Regions from separate parts of the Oryctolagus cuniculus genome. Here region 2 is linked to region 1. A link is a contact called in public Hi-C data. All regions are on one chromosome and are shown on one strand. Each heading gives the region's core, a stretch centred on a gene start, on an enhancer-like site or on the middle of the called end of the contact. The rest is flanking DNA. Distances are from core to core; before and after follow the strand shown. Region 1 overlaps LOC103349612 (a long non-coding RNA gene). Region 2 holds the start of PTGER4 (prostaglandin E receptor 4).

Evidence for each region. Hi-C and Micro-C count contacts between places; a contact is called where the count stands out from the background.
Region 2: a contact with region 1 is called in a Hi-C map of skin fibroblasts, with 2.3 times the contacts expected there. The contact joins the promoter of PTGER4 here to the enhancer-like site in region 1. A contact is called at or near these places in 2 of 6 Hi-C or Micro-C datasets (embryonic fibroblasts and skin fibroblasts).

What each region holds. Positions count from the first base shown.
Region 1 is chr14:65,706,098-65,709,021 of mOryCun1.1, reverse strand. All of the region lies in intron 1 of LOC103349612 (a long non-coding RNA gene), which reads left to right. Among named protein-coding and RNA genes, the nearest start is that of PTGER4, 210 kb to the left of the region's middle. Within about 2 kb of position 1,496, at least 1 of the 8 cell types and tissues checked has an H3K27ac peak or open chromatin away from gene starts, as enhancers often do.
Region 2 is chr14:65,919,250-65,921,949 of mOryCun1.1, reverse strand. It overlaps PTGER4 (prostaglandin E receptor 4), which reads right to left and starts at 1,381. Exons shown (of 3, transcript NM_001082259.1): 1 at 880-1,381; 2 at 1-431. The coding sequence starts at 387.

The DNA.
Region 1 (2,924 bases), core at 247-2,746:
AACTTTTGGAGAAACTTACTTTGAACCTTAATTAGGGGGTGGTTAGCCATGTAAAAGAAACATTGCAAAGTTTTCAAACGTGGATTCAGCATTTGGATGTGGTGTTTGGATGGCCACGGGGAACAAGTACATCATCTTATTTCCTTTGGGAAAGCCACATGTTGGAAAATCAGGCTTGTGGCAAGACCAGATGTTATCAGGATATCCAAAACCGTGATGGGATAACCAAAGCCACTATGAAGTTCAATGATCATTGGTACTTGTTTTATGCTACATACTGTTCTAAGCTTCTTAATATGCATTGATTTATTCAGTTCTACAACTATCCTGTAAAGTAGATATTGCTTTTTTGCACATTTAAACATGGGGAAAGAGAAGCAGTGTGAAGTAATCCGTCCCTGCTCTAGCTGTAAGAAACAACCAGGATTGTTGTGAACCTTAGCAGTCTGACCTGGGCTTTCCCCCTGGACTAGAGTACCAGTAAATGGCTGCTTTTATGAAAACTCATTTGTGTTTCAGTGATTTAACAAAAGGATTTTTATCTTAAGACATGAGCCTTGAATGGCATGCAACTAAGAGCTTTTTGATCTAAAAATCCTTAGATTTCTAGAGAAGACCACCGTGGGAAAGAAACGAAAGTGATGGTAAAGGCATTTACTTAAGTAGTAAATTGCTGATGTAATAAGGAATAGGTCCAAATTCTTATGCAGGGATCACCAGGCTCAAATAAAAAAAAATCAGGAGGTCTGTGCCCCCTTTTGGATATTCTAGAGGAAAATCCTCTTCCTTGCTTTTTCCAACTTTTGGAAAGTTGGCTCATGACTCCCTTTCTCCATCTTCAAAGTCAGTGATGACAGGTTGATTAATTTTCATATCACTTCACTCTGATCTTCTCTTCTCTGTTCTCCAAATTTTAAGAACTCTGGTCATTATACTGGACCAGACAGTGGAGAATGATCTCCTTGTTTTAAAGTTAGCTCATTAGGAATCTTAGTTCTGTCTGCAACCTTAGTTCCCTTCTGCCTTGTCACCCGACATAGTCACAGGTTGCAGGAAGAATGGCTTAGATATGAGTATATTTGGGGTGTGGAGGGCTGAGTATCTTTCCTGCCTACCACAGCTTTCTAAAGAGTAAGGGCATTGAGAAATGGGGGCTTGTTTCAGCACGTGGGGCTCAGTCATTCAAGACTGGCTGTTTGACTTGGCAGGCAAGGGGCTCCTGGCAGTGACAGATGCTGGCTGAGCAATAAGGGTAGAAGGACTGTGAGCTGAGTAGCAGCTGGGAAAGGGTGAAATTGTTTCACACATAGAAAGTCTTGGAATCCTTGTTGTCTGAAGACTCCTCACTCTCTCTGCATGGACCTAATTGAGTTACTTCTGATGTTTATATAAAGGAAGGGACTTAGATTTTTCCTTTTGCTAAGGGCAAGTCACGCTGCTCACCAGATCAGGAATAGAGGGAGAGGTGGGGAGAACTACTTGCAGAGTTGATTAAAAGAGGAGGAAATGCAAGTCAAGTATGCCTTTGATTGACACTGAGCCTCCCTTCGCTCTCTACCTGCCTACCTACTTGCCTGGCTGCCTGCTGGCTTTCAAAAGAGTGCTGTTGATGTGTTTTGGGAAGTCATGATTATATAAGCACTGTTTTTATCTACACAGATTACATGTCCTTAGCACCAAAGCTGGGCTCACTCTAACAGAAAGAAACACAAATAAAAAGAGCAAAACTTCATCCACATTCACATTTAAATCTTATATTGTATCCTTCCAATAAGAGCTAAAGCATCAGGCCAAAAGCACAGGATTGGAGATAAGGAGGTGTTACAGAATATGCTTAAAAATGATACTGTTGTCTGTTGGAGGCTTCTGTTTTTGAACTTAAGAAAAGTGAAAGTGATTGGTTGAGTCCCAAGAGAAGAATCACGTGAGCTTCTAGTGAAAAGAAATCCACAAGGCATTAGTTATCTAGTTGGTACTAGATAGATCATGCAACAAAACTGCCTGCACATTGTTAAAGGACTTTACATTTTCTTTTCCAAACAGATCTAAAACTCTCTTAGGTCACTTTACATGCCTGTGGAATTCCTGTCGTTTAGTGACTGCATAGACTGAAACTGGGGCTTGTCTGTCATAAAGTCGTCAGCTATGGAATGGAAAACATATGTTGAATAGAAGTATCACAGCCCCTTGAAGGGAAGAGGAAGCCACAAAGTGTATCAGAACGTGAAATGTAGGCAGCAGCTGCTACACTGGGGACAGAAAGTGTATCTATCTCTGACACAGCATGGAGAGGATGCCTACCAGGAGACACATCATGCTTGAACACAGAGAGTGCCTTTCATTCTCTTTTCTTCAATACAAACTACCCATTTTTGCAATCATACTTGGGTGCAAGCAGGCTTCTGGTAGAGATCTGCACAAATTTTCTTATTTTTTTTAAGATTTTTTTTTATTTGAAAGTCAGAGTTACATAGAGAGAGAAAGAGAGGCAGAGAGAGGTCTGCTGGTTCAGTCCCCAATTGGCTGCAACTGCCGGAGCTGTGCTGATCTGAAGCCAGGAGCCAGGAGCCAGGAGCTTCTTCTGGGTCTCCCATGTGGGTGCAGGGCCCAAGAACTTGGGTCATCTTCCATGGCTTTCCTAGGCCTGGAAGAGAGTTGGATCAGAAGTGGAGCAGCCAGGACTGAAACCAGCGCCTATGAAGCACTGCAGGCAGTGGCTTTACATGCTATGCCCCAGCGCTGGCCCCCACAAATTTTCAGTGTTTACAATAGGTTTTGAAGGCTCACAAAGCGTGAAATCTTTGGCAAGCATCTTGCCCAAATAAGCTTATTTTAGCATAAAATGCAGTGGCAAAATTTAAAGGAATGGTACTTGGCAACCTGATGAAAATGCAAAAGAAACAGTTTTTCAGTGATAGTCCTCT
Region 2 (2,700 bases), core at 132-2,631, 210 kb before region 1:
GTGGCTGTAGAAGTAGGCGTGGTTGATGGCCAGGTAGCGTTCAATGCTCATGGCACAGATGATGCTGAGGCCAGACAAGCCGAAGAAGAGCAGGATGAAGGTGCTGTAGTCGCACAGCGCCTGGCCCCCGGGCCACTGGCCCTTCATGTAGGTGGCGATGGTCACAGGGCTCACAAGCAACGTGCCCAGCAGGTCGGTGACGGCCAGACCGCACACCAGGGTGTAGAAGGTCGTCTCCTTCTGCTCCTTGCGGGACTTGCACAGCACCACGATGGCCACCAGGTTGCCCACCACCCCGAAGATGAACATCACGGCCGGGATGGTGACCGGGTTGTTCAGCAGCTCGGGCATCGAAGAGGCGGACGCATTGGCCACGGGAGTGGACATGACGGTGGTCTGCGGTGTGCAGCCTTGGAGCGCGAGGCTTGGGTCTAGGGATGGAGGAGAGAGGCAAAGGCGCGGTGAGCGGAAAGGACCACCTGCCAGGTGATTAGGTCCCAGCAACAAGGCACTGAGACCAGGGGAGCAACTCTATCTAACTCTCCGGATGGCAGCCGGTGCCAACTGCGGCTGCCGACGTGCCCCGGCTCCCGATGCGTCCTGCCAGCAGCACCACTCCACTGACATCAATGTTGATAAGCCAATCCTGCCCTCCCCGCCTACTCCCCAACCCATCTCCATTGCCGAGACGAACGAGGCCCCTCTCAAGGGAAAAGTGACTTGCTAATGTATTCCCGACAGACTCCAAATAGAGAAAATTCCCACTGAAAACAAGTGACGGAGGATATGTGAAGAGCTCACTCTCCCCTCCATGCCTCCCTTCCCGGCGCGCCCGGATCCCCTAGCCTCGCAACCGGATTCCCCTAACCCTGGCGTTACCTGGAACTGCCGGAGCGGTGGCAGCCCCGGGAACCCCCAGGGTCAGGCCACAGCTGTCCTGGACCAGCCTGCAACCTGCTTCAGCCTCGTCCGGCTCAGTCCGGCCCTGGCCAAGCCTTCTCAGAACCCGCTCGCGGTGGCGGCCACTTTTCCGGAACTGGGGTCTGGGTGGCCGAATTTCCAAAGCGTGGAGAGCAAGCGGGTCAGTGTTGGACGAGTTTTCGATTTCTCGTTGGATTTTATTTCTCCTTTCTTTGACAGACCAGTCCCAGTTTTTGCAAAGCCCGCAGGTCCCGTCCGCGGGAGGACAGCGTTCAGGTGAGCGGCCACGCGCGCAGGTGGCACGGAGCTCGGCCCCTGGCTCCGGGCGCTGTCCTCCGCAGCCGCGGGCGGCACCGACGGCTATCGAAGTCGGCGGCTGCCGCTGGGGCCGCTCCTGAAGCCCTGGGGGTGGCTCGGGGTCCGCTGGGCCTGCGGCTTTGACCTGGGGCTGCTCATTTTCCTCCGGGGCTGCTGGGTTTCGAGCTCCGCTCTCACCCTTGCAGCCTCTGTACAAACTTTTCTGCTTGTTCAAGTTTCCCTGGCAGAGGCGGAGGCGGACGGCGCGCGGCCCGGGCGCTCATTGGCGGGGCTGGAAGGAGGCGGAGCGCGTCCCCCCTCCCGCGGCCGGGCGGAGCCGGGGGCCGGGCCGGGGCCGGTCCCGGCAGTGCCGCGCCCCTAGTGCGGCGGGGGGCGGTTTCCTGGGCTTTTCCGGCCGGGGAGGTCCGTAAAGTGTGCCCGGGACAGAGACCCCGGGAAGCCCCGGTGCTTTCCCGAGCATCCTCCTGGCATTTCGTGGAGTAGGCGTGCAGAGGGGCCGCTTCTCCCTGGCTGCCTGGGCTTCGAGTGGGCTGTCGCATCTTGTGACCCGGGGGCCGCGACATCTGAGTCTGGGGAAGGGAGGACCACTGCTTTAGGACTCAGTCTTGGAGCCGCCGCAGGGAGAGGAGGAGCGGGTGTGTGCGCGCGGGCGCGGGGCCCCGGGCCAGACCTGGGTGCAAGCAGCGGCCCGTGGCGGGTAGACGGGTGGGTAGGGACCAGGCATGGGCGGGGAAACAACGAAGACTCCATCCTCTCGCCATAAAAGGAAGTGGTTGGCAGAGCCCGTGTTGCGCCCGGGCACCTTAGGCGAAGGGAGAGGAAAGGGCACAGGTGGCAGAATCCTCCGGTCCTAGGCGGGGTTGGTGACCGTGGAGGGCCGTGTGTCTGCGGAGCTGTTTCTCAGCCTCCGGGGAGTTTGTGCCCCTGGAAATAACAGAGCTTTGGGCAGTGTGATTTTCGAGTTAGACACACTCACCACAAATCTGAAAGGCTCGGGGAGGCACGGCAGGGCGCGCAAAGTCAAGCGAGTTTTCTTAAGGCGTCAACTGTCAACTTCGTGGTTTGGGGAAACCTCTTTGCTTTGCTGTTTCTTCTATTTGCAGTTTGTGTGGCTTGCTGTGTGGTGGGGAACATTTTTTTTCTGCGTACTCATTGTTTACTTCTTACTTCACCATTACCTAAAATCGAAGCTGAACACCAGCGCAAGAGACATCTTGAACTTGACGGTGCAATTAAAACAGCCTCGCTATTTTTTTTAGAATACTGTACAGTGAAATTGTGTGGATCTTCACACCATTTAAGTTCCTAGAAAAAAATTTTCCATCTGCTATAAATATGCATTTTAACATAGCACATCTCCTCACAGGCTAATAACTGGACTCGTTTATATAGGCAGACGCCCGTTTCTTAAATGATATTGCATGAATGAATACATCTTTGATAATTTATCTGGTTCTCCAG